Linked DNA regions of Sus scrofa: region 1 is linked to region 2. A link is a contact called in public Hi-C data. All regions are on one chromosome and are shown on one strand. Each heading gives the region's core, a stretch centred on a gene start, on an enhancer-like site or on the middle of the called end of the contact. The rest is flanking DNA. Distances are from core to core; before and after follow the strand shown. Region 1 holds the start of BAIAP2L2 (brain-specific angiogenesis inhibitor 1-associated protein 2-like protein 2). Region 2 holds the start of DMC1 (meiotic recombination protein DMC1/LIM15 homolog).

Region 1 (7,324 bases), core at 1,466-3,965, 350 kb before region 2:
ATGACACCGCAAGGCCTGTGCCTCTGGGGAGGGCTTCCTGGAAGAGGAAGCCTCTCTGGGACCTGAGAAGGGGGGAGGGCAGGCCCTGGGCCCAGACAACACGGGGAGGCCTGGGGCGGAGGCGGGGCTCGAGGGCTGTCCCGCAGGCCCAGGAGGGTGGCCGAGAGGCAAGAGAAGGGGTGCCTCACCCAGAATCTGCGAGGTGGAACTCTGCAGGGCCTGCTCCCCGATCTTCTGGATGGCGTTGAAGTACACCTCGGCCGCCTCGGACAGAGCTGCAGGGAGAGCGGGACGCGTCCGGCCCAGCCCCCTCCTCCGGGTGTCCCCCACCCGCAAGGCTGCTGCTTCCCATGAGAAGAGCGTGTGCAGGGGACACGGTGGGCTCTGGCACAGGCGTGTGTGAGAGGAAGGGGGCAGAGGCGGGAGGCGGGGACGGGGAGGGAGGAGAGGGAGGGGAGGGGAGGGGGCTCTCCCTGTGGGGGCGGGGCCTGGGGCAGCTGCACCCAGCACCCTGGCGCGGCTGTGTCTGTCGTGGGCGGGTCTGTGTGGCCCTCAGGAGGGCGTGGCCAGGTGTGTCGTGCGGCCAGGTATGTCCTACACCTGAGGCACAGGTGTAGAGACACGCGACGTGGGGGTGGGGATGGCGTGGGCTCAGATCGGTGGTGCGAGGACTTTGAAGTCCTAAAAGGGGAGGGGTTGGGTGACAGCTCAGGGTGCCTGGCTTGTCCATCCCGCAGAGGGCTGACTGTCCTCGGCTGATTGGAGCTGGTGGCCGGGGATGGATGGAGGAGGAAGTTGGGAAGAGGGGGAGCGGGTGGCTGTCGGCAGAGAGAGGGAGCCAGGGGCTCAGCTGGAGGTGTGTGGATGGCAGGGGGGTGCGGGGGTCAGGGTGAAGCTGGCGGTGCAGGGGTGGGCCTGGGTGTGGCAATGGGCTCACCGTGCAGCATCGGGGGGACACATCAAAGTGTGTGTAGCTGGGGTCCCGTGGGCCTGCAGGGCCTGGCCCTGGGTCTCTGGGAGCGCCTGGGGTTCTCAGCCTCAGCATGAGGGTGAGTGAGGGGGGTGGGAGTGTGTGGGGGTGAGAGCGTCTGGTGCGGGGTGCCAAGACTATGGGTGGGGGCGGGGCACTCACCGTGGAATGCCCGCAGGTAGTTGTTTCCCAGGTACACCAGGTTCTCCAGGGCGGGGTTGAACTGCTCCATGATACTCTGGAGTCCGAGCGGGGGTGGGGGGGCAGGAGAGGAAGAAGGGATGACGGGCAGAGGCAAGTCACGGGGCCTCAGGATCAGGGTGCCCCCCCCGCCCCGTGAGACACCTGACTCAGGGGGAGCCCACCCAGCCTCCCAGAATCACCCAGAATCCTGGCTCGGCTACAAGGGCCTCAGAGGCCAGGATCCAGGCCAGGGTCCCCTTGGCTCCCCACCTGCCCAGCGGGAACTTGCACTTGGAAGGTTCTCCTGCTCCCACTGGCTCAAGCCTGTGGTCTGTCACCGTGCCCACCTGAGCATGGCTCAGCTTTGCCCCAGGTCCAGGCCTTGCTGCCATGCTGGACTGGGCTGCCAACAGCCACCTCAAGGGCAAGGGCAGAGCTTGGCCTCCTCAAAGAAGGGCCCACTGGGGGCAAGGCTGTGGCTGGGTCACTTGGGCCACCCTGGGCCTTGGCCAGCTGGAGAGAACCTTGGGTGGTGGGCTTAGACTTGGGTCTCTCTTCCTTTTTTGGCCGTGCCCGTGGCATGCAGAAGTTGCCGGACCAGTGATCAAACCTGCTCCATAGCAGTGACCTGAACTGCTGCAGTGACAACCGGATCCTTAACCCACTGAGCCACAAGGGAACTCCAGACAGCTTAATTAATTATTTACCTAAGTAATTTTGGGCAGACTTGGGTCTTGATTCAAATCCCAGCAGCCCCACTTCCTCCCTGGGTGACTTTGAACAAGCTATTTAACCTCACTGGCCTCAGTTTTCTCATCTATCAAATGGGGTGAATATGTTCTACCCGATAGGTGGGGTGTTCTGAGGTCCCAGGGGAAAGGTCCTGCACACAGGAGGTGCTCAATAAATGTCTCTGGAGATTGCAGCCCCCCCTCTGAAGTGAGGGACCCAGAAACCAGAGAGAGAGAGAGAGACAAGGAGAGAGAGAGAGGAACTCCCCACTTCCGGCCCAGGTGGCTTTTCTGCCCCTGCCCCCAGCTAAGGCCACTCTGGGCCCGGCCCTGCTCTGTCCAGTGAGTGGGAGTTGGGGGCTTATGCTGCGTGTTATCTCAGCAGGCCTGTCACTCACTGGATGAACTTCTGTTCTGGGAGCCTTTGGCTGGGGCGGGGGCGGCCAACTTCTCCCCGGGATCCCCACCTCCACGCCCACCACGGCTCAGCCCAGCCTGGTTCTGAGCCTTCCTTCCTGTCCTCCAGAGCCAGCCGGCCTTCGAGCCCCGGGAGGTGGTACTCCGGTGCCCTGGGCCCGGGCCACACGCACACTCACCTTGTAGATGGCCATGGTGGACCTGTAGAACTGGTCCATCTCGGGGGCCATGGATGGATGCGCCTGGACGCAGAGCAGGAGGCTGGTGGTGCTGGCAGGGCTGGGAGCGCTGGGGTCTGTACTCTCCAATGCCCACGGCTCGGCGGGCAGTGGAGGAGGCTGCAGAGTGGGACCCGGAGATGGAGGGCCGGTCGAGGAGGAGGTGGCAGCTTAATTATTCACCAGCCAGGGATGTCAGAATGTGATCTGGGGCGTAACCAGACCCGGCAAGGAAGGCATCTTGTGACGCGGGCGGGTTCGTGTGACCTGCCCTTCAATTATTTACCCCTCTGAGCCTTGGACCCATGGGCATGTGTGGATGGCCACTCTCCTAGGCCATCTCCTCAAGGACAAGTCTTTCCCAGGCCGGCAGGGACCTCTGCCATCCCCCCTGCCTACATAGGGCAGTGCCCGCCCTATTGGACGCAAGCTGTGCCCTCCTGCAGCCCCCAGCCTCGGCACGGGGAACGCCCCCACAGCCCATTGCTGTTTTCAGGCTCCCTCCAACCTGAGCCCCTCAGACCTGCATCCCCAGGCTGAGGCTCCCACATCCGCTGCTGCCCTCCCAGTGCTGCTGCACGCTGGAGACGGGGCAGCACAAATGCTAGAGTTGCACAGAGCCAGGGGCACGCCTCGGCCCTGCTTACCTGCTGTGTGATGGTGCCCGAGCCTCCTGCCCTCTCTGGGTCTCACCCACTCCTCTGGCAAGTGGGGCTCTCCCTGGCTGCCTCCTCTGAACACCCTTGGGGACCTGACTTGGGGAGGCCTAAAGAAGAGAAGGGGTGTCCTTGCCCTGGGGAGCCTGGGAAACAAAGCTTCTGTCCGTGTGGGCAAAGGACGATGACGGTCAAGGCTGAGGGAGCTGGCGGGTCGGGGAATGGAGGGACTCACACAACAGTGCACACAACACAGGCACGCTGAAATTAACCGTTTATTTCACAGTTTGAGGCGGTCCCCGCCTCACTTTATAAACCACTTCCTGTCGGGAAGAATAACTGGTCCCGGGAGTGACTTTTGAGAGCTGAGCGCTCACAGGGTGGGGCGGCTCTGGGGGGTGCAGCTGGCTGGGTGTGTGTCGGGGGACAAAGTCGAATGGGACTCCTGGCCCACTCCTGGAGCCCGGGTTTCCCCAGATGGGGTGAGATGGCCCGTTTCTCTAGCCCCACCCCCAGGGAAGGGGCAGAGGGTGGAAGGGGTTGCAGCTCCCACCAGGGACCGGGAAGAGCCTAGGACCCTCTGGGAGGCCGGGCTGGGCCCACGCCCGGGCGCCCGTAGTGTTTGAGCCAGTCATCCTTGGTGGTCGGGGGTGGGCCGAGAGGGGCTCAAGGCTTTCCAAGCCTGGAATGGCAGATTGCCAGAAGGCGGGGACAGAGGGGAAGAGAGGCCTTAGGACCAGCCTCAAGCAGGAAGCCCAGCAGCCTCCTAAGCCCGGTGTGTGGACACAGAGCTGCTGGGGCCCGGCTCTGCCCTGTGGTGTGGTGGGTGGGCTTTGCCCGGCCTCCCCAGCCCAGGCACCCTTAGTGTTTGATCTGGGTGGGTGGGGGGTTGGGGTTGGGGGTGCCTGGGGGCCTGGCGGCCTCACGGCGAGAGCAGCAGCTGAATGAGCTTCTGGAACTCCTCCCGGTGCTCGTAGATGTAGACCTCGGTCTCCCAGAGGGCGTTGACCAGCACCGTGTCATTGACCTCATCCAGCATGATGTCTGTCCCCAGCTGGGGGTTCAGTCTGTCCGGGCCAAGAAGAAGGGGTCACTGCAGGACACTTGCGGGACAAGAGCTAGGAATGGGGTGGGCTTGGGACCCAGAGCGGCCCCATGGGGGAAAGGGACAGCCCAGGGCAAGGGCTGTGGTGGGGAAGGTCCTGGCCAGGCCAGGCCATGGGGCTGGGGGCAGGGGCCGGCCGAGCCCTCACCTGAAGTACTGGATGCCGACCATCTCGCACCAGGCTCGGGCCCGGTCCACGGCCCGCCCATCTGGATCCGTGCACTGGTGAGAGGTAGCCTATGAGTGTCCAGCCCACACTGTACCCACGGCCCCCGCTCAGGGTCCCCAGGTTCCGGGATGGCTTAGCCCCCAATCAGCTTCCAGAGTAACTTTGGGCAAATGCCCTTTTCGGTGCTGCCGTGACTGTCCCAGCTACGCCATCAGAGGGGCCCAGTCTATGGTGTTGACGGGTGGCTGGGCAGCATCCGCTCAGGGTCAGCAAGCGTGGAGGGGCTGAGTGGCCAGCCCTCCACGTCCCTGCCCATCTGACCCTCTGGGCTTCCACGGGGCTGGGGGTGAAGGAAGGGATCTTCAGTAACAGGTGCTTGAAAACGCACTGCAAGTGGGCACCCAAGCTCTTGCCAGCACTGAGACTCTGCACTGTGACGCCCCCTCACCTGAGCTGGCAAGGAGGGTCAGCAGAGCCCTGCCACCCAGGGTCTCATGGGAAGAGGCTGAAGTCATTATCCTGGGGCAGAGACCTCGAGGGAAGGGGGCCGGGGGAGGGGCCCCTACTCACACAGTCCACCACCATCTTGCCCAGTTCCTTGGCCCCAAAAACAGTCTTGGCCAGTTCCCAGGGGTTGCTGGGACGGAAGACGTCCACACAGGTCACAGGCACCTGCGGGGACCTCCCTGTCCCCAGGGAGACGACAATGGAGAGTTTCTTCACCTTGTGGCCCTGACCCTGTTGGGACAAGACAGGTCAGCGGAGACCTTCCCCTCGGTGGCCCTTTCCACGGGTCGGGGGGCACCCCGGGGCAGGGGGAAGAGAGAGGCCCATGGCTGGGGACCGGGGGCAGCATGGGGAGGGGGGACAGGCCTCCTGTAGCAGGAGCACAGTCCGTGCCGCCTCTCCTTTGCTTTGGAACAAGTTCTGCTGCCAATTTTCTGGGCGACCCACCAAACCCAGGCTCCTCATCCACTTGGGTGATGTTTGAAGACCCTTCCCCATCCCACAGCCTCTGATTCCCTCCTCCTCTAGGAAGCCTGCCCTTCCTCATCTGGCCCCCAGAGGGCGCTCGCCTCTCTGCCGCCCGGGGCTGGCGTCGGGAGCCTGGGGAGGACCGCAGTGCTAACCACCACCGCACGGATACAGCATACTTGGGGTCAGGCACGGTCCTAAACTTTACAGATAAGCCTCGCGACAGTCCCCAGGCAGGTACTATCAGCAGCCTAATGCAGTGGTTGAACTGAAGCAGCGGCAGAGCCAGGCCCCACACCCAGAGGCCAGCTGGCTCCAGGGCCTGAGCTCCCACCCGCGGCACCACACTGCCTCTCCTAGCACGCGTGGGCCCCGCCCGCCTCGGCGCTAAGCTCGGGGCTGAAGGCCGCCTCTCTTCCTCCGGTTCACCGGCTCTGCCCTGCCGTCTCCTCAGAGGCCTGGGGATGGGGTTCCTTTCTCCGTGAGCCCTGTCTGAGCCCCCGGATCTCTCAGCAGAGGTGATGGTCCCGGGCTGCCCCCGCAGCCCTCGGTCACAGCACCTCCGACACCTGGATGCGTGTGTCCTTGTTTATGGACCATCTCCCCTAAATGTGAGCTCCCCAAGGGCAAGCGGGTGTCTCCAGGCCGGGCAACAGGGCCGCGTCTGGTCCCTGTGCTGCCCTCCCCGTGACCAGCAGATGCTTGTAACTGCCCATAACGCCCTTCACCACCTAGTCCGGATTGAGCCTAGCATCCCTCTTAGGACAGTGCTTTGGGCAGACTCCACTAAACAAGTAGGTTTGAGTGTGAGATAAAACCGCTGTTGAAGAGTTCCCCTTGCGGCTCAGCGGTCATGAACCTGACTAGTATCCATGAGGTCATGGGTTTGATTCCAGGCCTCACACAGTGGGTTAAGGATCTGGCGTTGCCGTGAGCTGTGGCGTAGGTCGCAGAAATTTGCTCAGCTCAGATGCTGCGTGGCTGTGGCTGTGGTGTAGGCCGGCAGCTACAGCTCCAATTCAACCCCTAGCCTGGGAACCTCCATGTGCTGAGGGTGCGGCCCTAAAAATAAAATGACATAAAATAACATATAAAATAAAATAAAAATTTTAAAAAATAAAATAAATAAAATAAAATAAATAAAATAAAATAAATAAAATAAAATAAATAAAATAAAATAAATAAAATAAAATAAATAAAATAAAATAAAAAGATAAACTGCTGTTGAGTGCACAAATGAAGGCATGAATAAAAACCATTTGCCCGCCTAGGAGCCTGTCCTTAGTAAGCTTTGCTAAAACAGCAGTGGCTGCAGGGGGGCGGTCACGTCCAGCGCCCCCTACCGGAGGGGCTCTCACCTTCCGGATCAGGTCCTGGTTGTACTCATGGATCTCGGTCATGGCGTCCAGCGTGGGGTTGTTGGCCAGCAGCCCGCCATCCAGGAAGCGCCCATTGGGCCGGAAGTAGGTGGGGGCTGCCCCACTGCTCCGGGCCGCCCGCCATACCAGCTGCTCTGCGGGTGGGGGAGGAGGGGACCCAGTGACCTCCTCAGTGTGCACCTCAGAGCTCAGGGGGTGTGTGTGTGTGTGTGTGTGTGTGTGTGTGTGTGTGTGTGTGTGTGTGTGTGTGTGTGTGTGTGTGTGTGTGTGTGTGTGTGTGTGTGTGTGTGTGTGTGTGTGTGTGTGTGTGTGTGTGTGTGTGTGTGTGTGTGTGTGTGTGTGTGTGTGTGTGTGTTGCAGGAACAGGGAGAGGCTGGGGACGCCTCAGGAGCAGGATGCACGGATCACGCCGTCTGGCCCTGCCATCCTGGTGGAAGGCAGGGTGCAGCCTGCCCGAGGCCTGCCGGCTCCCCGGCTCTGCCTGCCCTCAGCTCCCTCAGAGAGATCAGGGTAGGGGGTGG
Region 2 (7,660 bases), core at 5,112-7,611:
GTGGCAAGGCCACCAAGAAACTCCTTAACAACTAATTTTTAAGTAAAACCAAAAGTAAGATGGAATTTCCTTCATCAATGGAGAAGAAAAAGGAAATGAAAAGTTAAACTGATTTTTAAGTGGTTTATAGATTAATATAGGCTGATTCAGAAACTTCTTATATTTTGGGTCTGAATTTCCTATAGGAAATTTAATCCTATTTTTGCAAGCAGTCTGAAATTTATTTGCTTCAGTTGCCTTTTGAGGAAAGAAATAAAAACTACTGCAAAAGAAGAAGCTATTTCTACTACTTACAGTCAAAATAACAACCTGGATAAAGGAAAAGAAATATAGTATTCCAAAGATTGTGCTTAGTGGATATAAAAAAATGCGAGATACACACTCAAATTCTTGGCTCCCAGTGGTGATGTGAAAAACCATCTTCCTCTTCTCACTATACTCAAATGCAGTCAAGAATCCTGGTTCCTACAGAGAGACAAAAGGAAAGGTTCAAAAAGGGTATAAGATGATGGTTTTCATTTCAAATGCTGCCAAAAACTATATACTCGATTATCAGGATAATCATTTGATATATAAGCTTCAGTTCATTTGTCTTTGATGGTGGCACAAGATCATAATTAAGAATATTGGCTCTTGGAGTTCCCGTTGTGGCACAGTGGTTAACAAATCCGACTGGGAACCATGAGGTTGCAGGTTCAGTCCCTGGCCTTGCTCAGTGGGTTAAGGATCTGGCGTTGCCGTGAGCTGTGGTGTAGGTCACAGATGCAGCTCAGATCCTGAGTTGCTGTGGTTCTGGTGTAGGCTGGTGGCTACAGCTCTGATTAGACCCCTAGCCTGGGAACCTCCATATGCCGCAGATGCGGCCCTAGAAAAGGCAAAAAGACAAAAAATAAAATAAAATAAAATAATAAAGAACATTGGCTCTTGAGTCATCCTACCAAGTTCAAGATATGTCTTTAATATGTATTTCTGTGATGTGTGGTAAACTACTTAGTTTTGCTGTACTTCAGCTTCCTCTTTCTGAGTCAAATAGGATAATAATAGTGTCTCTCATGGGGGAGCTATAAAGATTAAAATACATATATTTATGGCATAAAGCAGAATGATATTTTACTAAGCAACTGTTGATTTCATTCAATAGCCTCATTTCCCCTCAGCTCTAGAAGTTGCAAGAAGCACAGAAATTCCAGGTTTCATTATTCATGATTCAGTGTTTTCCACATTAGCTACACTACATAGTTGTTGAATTAATGAGCTACAACTGATGCAGCGTTACAACTAGTGAAAACAGGCCCTGATGCAGTCTAATGTATTCCCCTTCTTGTTTTATAGTCTGACAGTGGTTCTCAAACTTCAGAGACGTGAGGGGGAAAAAAGCCCATGCCAATCCTACTTCAACGAGCTTGAGCCTCTCACGCCTAGTAACACCTAGTAACAGAGTAACACACCTAGTAACAGAGGTGTGTTACAAACTACTCCAGATGATTCTAATACATACCACTACTGTGAAATTAACTTTCTCTCCACCCCCTTTGTCTCAATCTCTTTTTCTTTCCTTAAGAATAAACAGCTTTATTTAATGGATAAGACTCCGGGTTCAGTAGTGGGTGCATGAGAAGGAGAGAGGTAATAGAATTATTTTCCAAAGCAAAGAAGAATGAATGCCTAGGAGTTATAAAGTAGCAGATTCCCAAACCCTGGGTACTATTCTAGGGCTTTCTCAGACACCCTGGCAGTTATGGAACTGGCTTGTGTGTATACTTCTGGAGAATACTCAGAAGGTTGAGCAACTGAGATGTGTTCAGAGGAGTTCAGTTGGGTCCTCTCCAAATTCAGGACCACTTGGACACTTGCATAACTCTCAAGCCTTTACTGCCTCTGAGGAAGGAAACCAGATGGCTTTGGTGAAAAGAGCTTCTAGGACTTGCTGAGAACAAGACCCCCAACATACACAGAGAAATGGAGAGACCGGCTCTTCTGCAAAGAGGCAGACTTGGTGACTGCCTTTCTGCACATTATTATTTCCAGAGTTGGTGCCTCCAGTGGCCTCCAAAAGCTCTAGACAAAAGCTTGGGTCAAAGGCATGTGTTTTTGCTTGGAGCCTCTCAGATGCATAGACCTCTCATAGTCTGCAGACCCATCTACAAGGCATCGGTTTCACTTAGTTTTAAGCCCCGGTGTCTCAGGGGGCACACTCTTGGTCATATCCATCTCAACTGCACACTTGTAGACCCAACCATGTCGGTCTTTTTCGAATGCAATGCTCTCGTATCAGATGCCTTTACCAGGAGAGAGCAACTTCTTTGGTGCTGAGTACTTCGCAACAGTCAAAGATATAATGTTTAAGGAGAGAAGACAATAATAAGGAGGAGGAAGGAAAAAATATGAAAAGAAGGAAAGGCAGAGAAACAGAAAGGGGGAAAAAGGTAACATAAAAAGAGTCCAAAAGTTTTGGTTTATAGTTTTCCGGGTCTTTTAACCCCTGTCTCACTCTTTCGGAAATTAATTGCTTTGAAACTGAAGTGATGAAAAGTTCACATGGAGCATATAATATATTGTAATCTATGGGAACTCAGAATAGTTTCTAGTGTACATAATGAAGAAGGCTACAGAAACTCACTGGGCCCTTCTAAGCTAAAACAACAAAGAATGTGTTTTGCTTACAATAAGCTTGTTGGCTGCCTCTTTAATCTTGTCCACTTTTGCTTCTGAGAGCCCTTTGACATTGCATAGGGCTCTTCTTGTTGTCATTTGTATCCCTTTGATGGTACAGATGCCTACTGACTTCAGTTTCTTAATGTCAGCCACGTTCTGTAAGTAAAAGAATGGGTGCAGCAGATTAAGAAAATGCCAGCCTGCAAGGCTTTCATACTATGTCATGTGTTTCTGTGTCCATCTATTTCCATCACAATGCCAATTTTATACAAGCAGCCAGGTGGAACCCACCCACCATGTAGCCAAATGTTCTGGAAATATCTGAGTAGAACATACCCAGCATGCTGCCAAATGTTCTGGCTGTGCCCTGATTTCCCAAGAATGTTAGTGAGACCATGGCAATGCAACAAAGAATTCAAAAGAAAAGTCTGTTGGTAGAAAAGCCAACAAATTTATCACACGTCCACCCCCTCAGTTCAGCTCTTTCCTTCTACAGAACTTCATTACCAGCATGTTCTTTTAAAAATGTTTAAGATTTTTTTTCTTTACCCTTGGAGAATGCAAATGACTACATAACCAAAAGACCAGGATTTTCTCTTGCTCCAATTTTCTAAATCCAACTGAAAGAGATTAAATGTGAGGGCTTTAAAAGGTAACATCAGAGGAGTTCCCCCGTGGTGCACTGGGTTAAGGACCTGGCCTTGTCACTTCAGCAGCTTGGGTCAATGCTGTGTGATGGATTTGATGCCTGCCCTAGGAACTCCCACATGCTGAGGGTGTGGTCAAAAAAAGGTAACATCCGAGAAGTTTTTCTGTCAACTGATTGCTACTGAAATTCATCAAGTTTTTTACTTAAAGTCTGAATTTCTTTTATCTAATCACATGACAGAAGGTGAATTTTTTGTTGATGGAAACAGTTGATAGCTCTGAACACCTCCAAGTGGACCACTAGTTCTCAACGGGGGACAATTTTGTTCCCTGGGGACATGACAATGTTTGGAGAATTTTTGGGTTGTCACAACTATGAGGCTGCTACTAGCATATCATGAGTGGTTAGGAGCCAGAGTGCTAAACACCCTACAATGCACAAGGCAGCCCCCCCACAACAAAGAACTGTCAAGTCCCAAATGCCAATAGAGTCAAGGCTGAGAAACCCTAAAATGGACAATTTCACACAGCACTGAAGAAATACTTACAATCCCATGTTTTTGTAACAGGTCGATGTCTTGAAACAAAGATTCCTAACGAAGATGGAACAGGGAAAAAAAAAAAGTTTTTATTCTTCATATTCAACCGTTTCACAAATATTTTTAAGAGTTAATTCAGAATTATGAGTCACTCCAAGATGCTTCAAATTCCACTTCTCTAGACAGACTGAGGTAGGCTCAATAATGATTTTTCAAACACATTGTTGCATACATAGAAGTGCTAACACTGAAAGCACTGGGAAGCTCAATACTTTTATTATGCCCTCTCCAAATTTTTAAGACCTTAACCCAAAAGAGTGGAACAACATTTAATCTATTTTAAAATATGTTTTCTCAGTCTTCCCCACCAGACCTTGAACTCCTTCTACTCCTCACTACCAGTTTGCATAGGAACCAGTATGGCCATACCAATTGCTAAATTATTAAAATACTTTCACACCAGCTGCTAAGTAGCTAATCTTAGCACCCCTTGCCAAACAAGTTGTTACATATTTGTAATATTGCCTCTCTCCAGAACTATGTTTTATTGCTAATCTGTTTCTAAAAATAGTAGTTAACAGAGAAGGAACTTCATTTTTGTAGAATGACTAAATGTCTACATGTCTTTCAACATTCTAGCCATACTTCTTCATCTTGGAATCCTGGTTCTTCCAGCACAACTTGATCCTCCTTCATACTGAAAGGAGAACAGCAAAAAAATAATCAATTTTGGGAAAATAAAAAAATATTAAGAAGTAGTCATAGTACAAAACCCTTTGCCCATAGACTTTCTTGATTTCAATTCAGTTATTAAGGACCAGAAGGACAAATAGAAAAACATTTAGTTTGAAATGACTGGCTAGCCTATATCCTTTCTGCTAGGCATCTGGTATTATTTCTTTTAATGGGTGTGCATATGTGAGGGTGGAGGGACATTGTTTCTCTCCTCTTTCCTCAAAATTGGCCACTTTGTATCATCTTTTGATTTCCCACAGCACAATTATAACTGATAATATCTCTTTGTTGTCTTGGAATGTTATTGGCAGTAGAAATATTAGAATTAGAATATTAGAACTCCGTATTTTTATTCTTTCATGTTCATGTTAACAACACTCTAAGAACTTTAGCCTGGATCTCCTGTTGTGGCTCGGTGGGTGAAAAAACCAACTAGTAGCCATAAGGATTTGGGTTCGATCCCCGGCCTTGCCCAGTGGGTTAAAGATCCAATGTTGCTACGAGGTAGGTCTCAGACATGGCTAGGATCTGGCATTGCTGTGGTTGTGGCATAGGCTGGCAGCTGTAGCTCCAATTTGACCTTTAGCCTGGGCACTTATCTATGCCACAGGTTTGGCCCTAAAAAGAAAACAAACAAACAAACAAAAAAAAAACCTTTGGCCTTAAGTCAGTCTTCCTATATCTTCCCCGGCACCTAGAACTTAGTCTCTCTTCAACAGATAGATATTTTTTCATCTCTTCCTGCTTGAGAATTATGAATGAGCTCTCTTGCAACATGTGTATTTTTCTTTCATAAAACAATGGATGTATTTTGTTCTATAGTATTTACTACTTTCATGATTTTTGTAAAGATTTAAATTATGGTGAATACTCAGTATCATAATATGATAAAATATTAGGGCCAATAAGCAGATGAACAATCTTTGAGTTAACACTGGAGCAGCGGTTTTAAGATCTCAGGAATCTAAAAAGCATGATCCTGTTTATTAGAAAACGTAGTCCAAGTAATCACTTTTCTTGGTCTATTCCATTTTCTCACAAAACGCGGAAGTCAGGGGTTGGGGCCCAGCAGAAGGGGAACAAATTACTAAGGTTGAGGTATGGTCGTTACCACCTAGTACCTCTGAACAGCAAAGTATTCGAGGCAAAAGAGGAGACGGTGTAAATGGAATTTTCTGGAATACGGCCCCTCACTCAGATTGCTTATATATATGTATATATATGATTGCCCCCAAATTCCACATTGACTGTCCTTTCTTTAGCCTTGAAAAAAGCTGCTCTTCATCTTTCTCAAATAGCAATGGACGTTGAGAGCAGTTGGATCTAGAGTAGGGCTCCCAGTCGCCTCGGCTTCGGGCGTGGAAGCGCGGTCCAGGTCGCCTCCCCTGCCGCCACCCGTTTTTCCAACACCTAACTCCCTCATAAGGAGTCTGAGGAGGCCCCTCCCCAACTTAGGTCCTACTTGGTTTAAAATAAGGATGCTGGTAATCACTCAAGGGCACTGAGATATACCCCCAGGGGTGGGGGCGGGACGCACAAAGTGGAGCCTCCAACCACCACCAAGCATGACTAAAGAAGGGACCCCCTGAGTTTCCCCTCAGATTCTTCACCCACCTTCCCCTTTTGCCACAAACCCGACTCGTACCCACAATCTCCCTTTTCAAGGTGAATGAATCCCTTCCGCCCCCGTCCCGGGCCTTCCAGTCCTCAGGGATTCTGACTCCGAAGCAGAACGCGGCGCCTCGCAGCCCCGTTGACCAAGAGGTTCGGTGCCCAACGACTAGTTTGGGCGCGCGCCTGGCGTGGGCGGGGCCAGGACGGAGGGGCGGGGATCTGGGCGGGGCAGAGGACGGGGGGCGGGGCGGCAGGAGCGTCCGGGGGAGGCGAAGGTACTGGGAGCGGCGAACGGACTCTCCGGGGCGTGTCGCGCGCTGGGATGAGGAAGGGGGCGCTGAGGGGGAGAGTGTGTGCTGAGGAGAGGGGCTTTGGTGGGAAGGGAGGCTGGGGCGTCTCCAGAGCGGAGGGAGATGCTGAGGTCAAGAGAGGACTCTGAGGTGGGGGCACCCAGGACATGGGTCAAAATTGGGGGCTCCTGAGGTGGACGCTGAGGTGAAGACAGGATCCTCTGAGAAAGGAGGCCCTTGGGTGGCGCGTGTTCTGAGATGAAGAGAGGCCGCTGGAAAGGGGGCAAGAGGTGGACGACCGTGAGGCGGGGGAGGGGTGCTGAGGGGAGGTGGCTGATGTGGTGACTCATGACGTGCAGAATGCTTACCTTAATCCAGATCCTCCGTTAGGAGCCGAATATGGGGGTCTTTTCCCCCTGCTTAAGGCTTTTCTTTTCATTCCAAGTTTTTCATGTCTGCCTTCATAGTTTGTTCCTAATATCTCAGCGTTCCTAATTTCTCTCCCTTCTCCGTGACTCTCTTACCGTTTGCCATTCTCTAGTCTGTGAGTGAGACACCCAAAGCCCATTCAGGACGGAGAGTAATTTTTCTTCCTTTTAACTTGAAATTTTAAATAGACAACAGAAGCCAAACATATTTTGGTCCAGCTTTTAAATAGAAATTTTAGGCCAGCCTTCATGCCAGCAGAGCCGTCTCTGGCAGCATCAACCCTCCTCCCCTTAAATGGAGACTGACTGTTGAAGAGAGTCATGAAACATTTGAAAGAGCATCTGTTGAGGTGGAGGCTGTGATGTATCTTGGATGACTATCTGTGCAAACAGTTCTTTGGGTTCAAGACCTAGTACAGGGTGACCCTTTTCATTCAGTGTCTGAATCATATTTTGCTGGAATAAATAGCCAAAAATTCCCACAATAGCAGTTGGCATTTTGTAGGACATTTCCTCTGCCCCCCACGTGGATTGTTTAAAGACCCAACAAATAACTGCCATAGTTCTTCAAAATCTGTTATTTTCCAGAAACACAGCCTGGTCTTGCTTAAATAGAAATTAATGTCAATTTTTGAGATGAACTGTATAGTCGATGGTAGGCTTTCACTTTGGGCCTCACCTAAAATAATTATAGTAACTTCTGAGCAACTTGTTAGATGGAGACATCAACTGTACGGAAGAGCTGCAAAGA

The links. Hi-C and Micro-C count contacts between places; a contact is called where the count stands out from the background.
Region 1: a contact with region 2 is called in a Hi-C map of subcutaneous adipose tissue, with 1.9 times the contacts expected there. The contact joins the promoter of BAIAP2L2 here to the promoter of DMC1 in region 2. A contact is called at or near these places in 6 of 47 Hi-C or Micro-C datasets (embryonic fibroblasts, fetal skeletal muscle, heart right ventricle and 3 more) and 1 of 2 datasets of contacts at active chromatin or transcription factors (skeletal muscle).

Annotation. Positions count from the first base shown.
Region 1 is chr5:9,774,034-9,781,357 of Sscrofa11.1, reverse strand. BAIAP2L2 (brain-specific angiogenesis inhibitor 1-associated protein 2-like protein 2) reads right to left here and starts at 2,715. Exons shown (of 14, transcript XM_003126055.6): 1 at 2,481-2,715; 2 at 1,133-1,208; 3 at 189-275. The coding sequence starts at 2,531. It overlaps PLA2G6 (85/88 kDa calcium-independent phospholipase A2), which reads right to left. Exons shown (of 16, transcript XM_013988206.2): 13 at 6,783-6,937; 14 at 5,020-5,187; 15 at 4,429-4,502; 16 at 3,437-4,242. The coding sequence ends at 4,098.
Region 2 is chr5:9,429,937-9,437,596 of Sscrofa11.1, reverse strand. DMC1 (meiotic recombination protein DMC1/LIM15 homolog) reads right to left here and starts at 6,361. Exons shown (of 12, transcript XM_021091489.1): 1 at 6,223-6,361; 2 at 4,488-4,539; 3 at 3,852-3,896; 4 at 2,665-2,811; 5 at 383-465. The coding sequence starts at 4,538.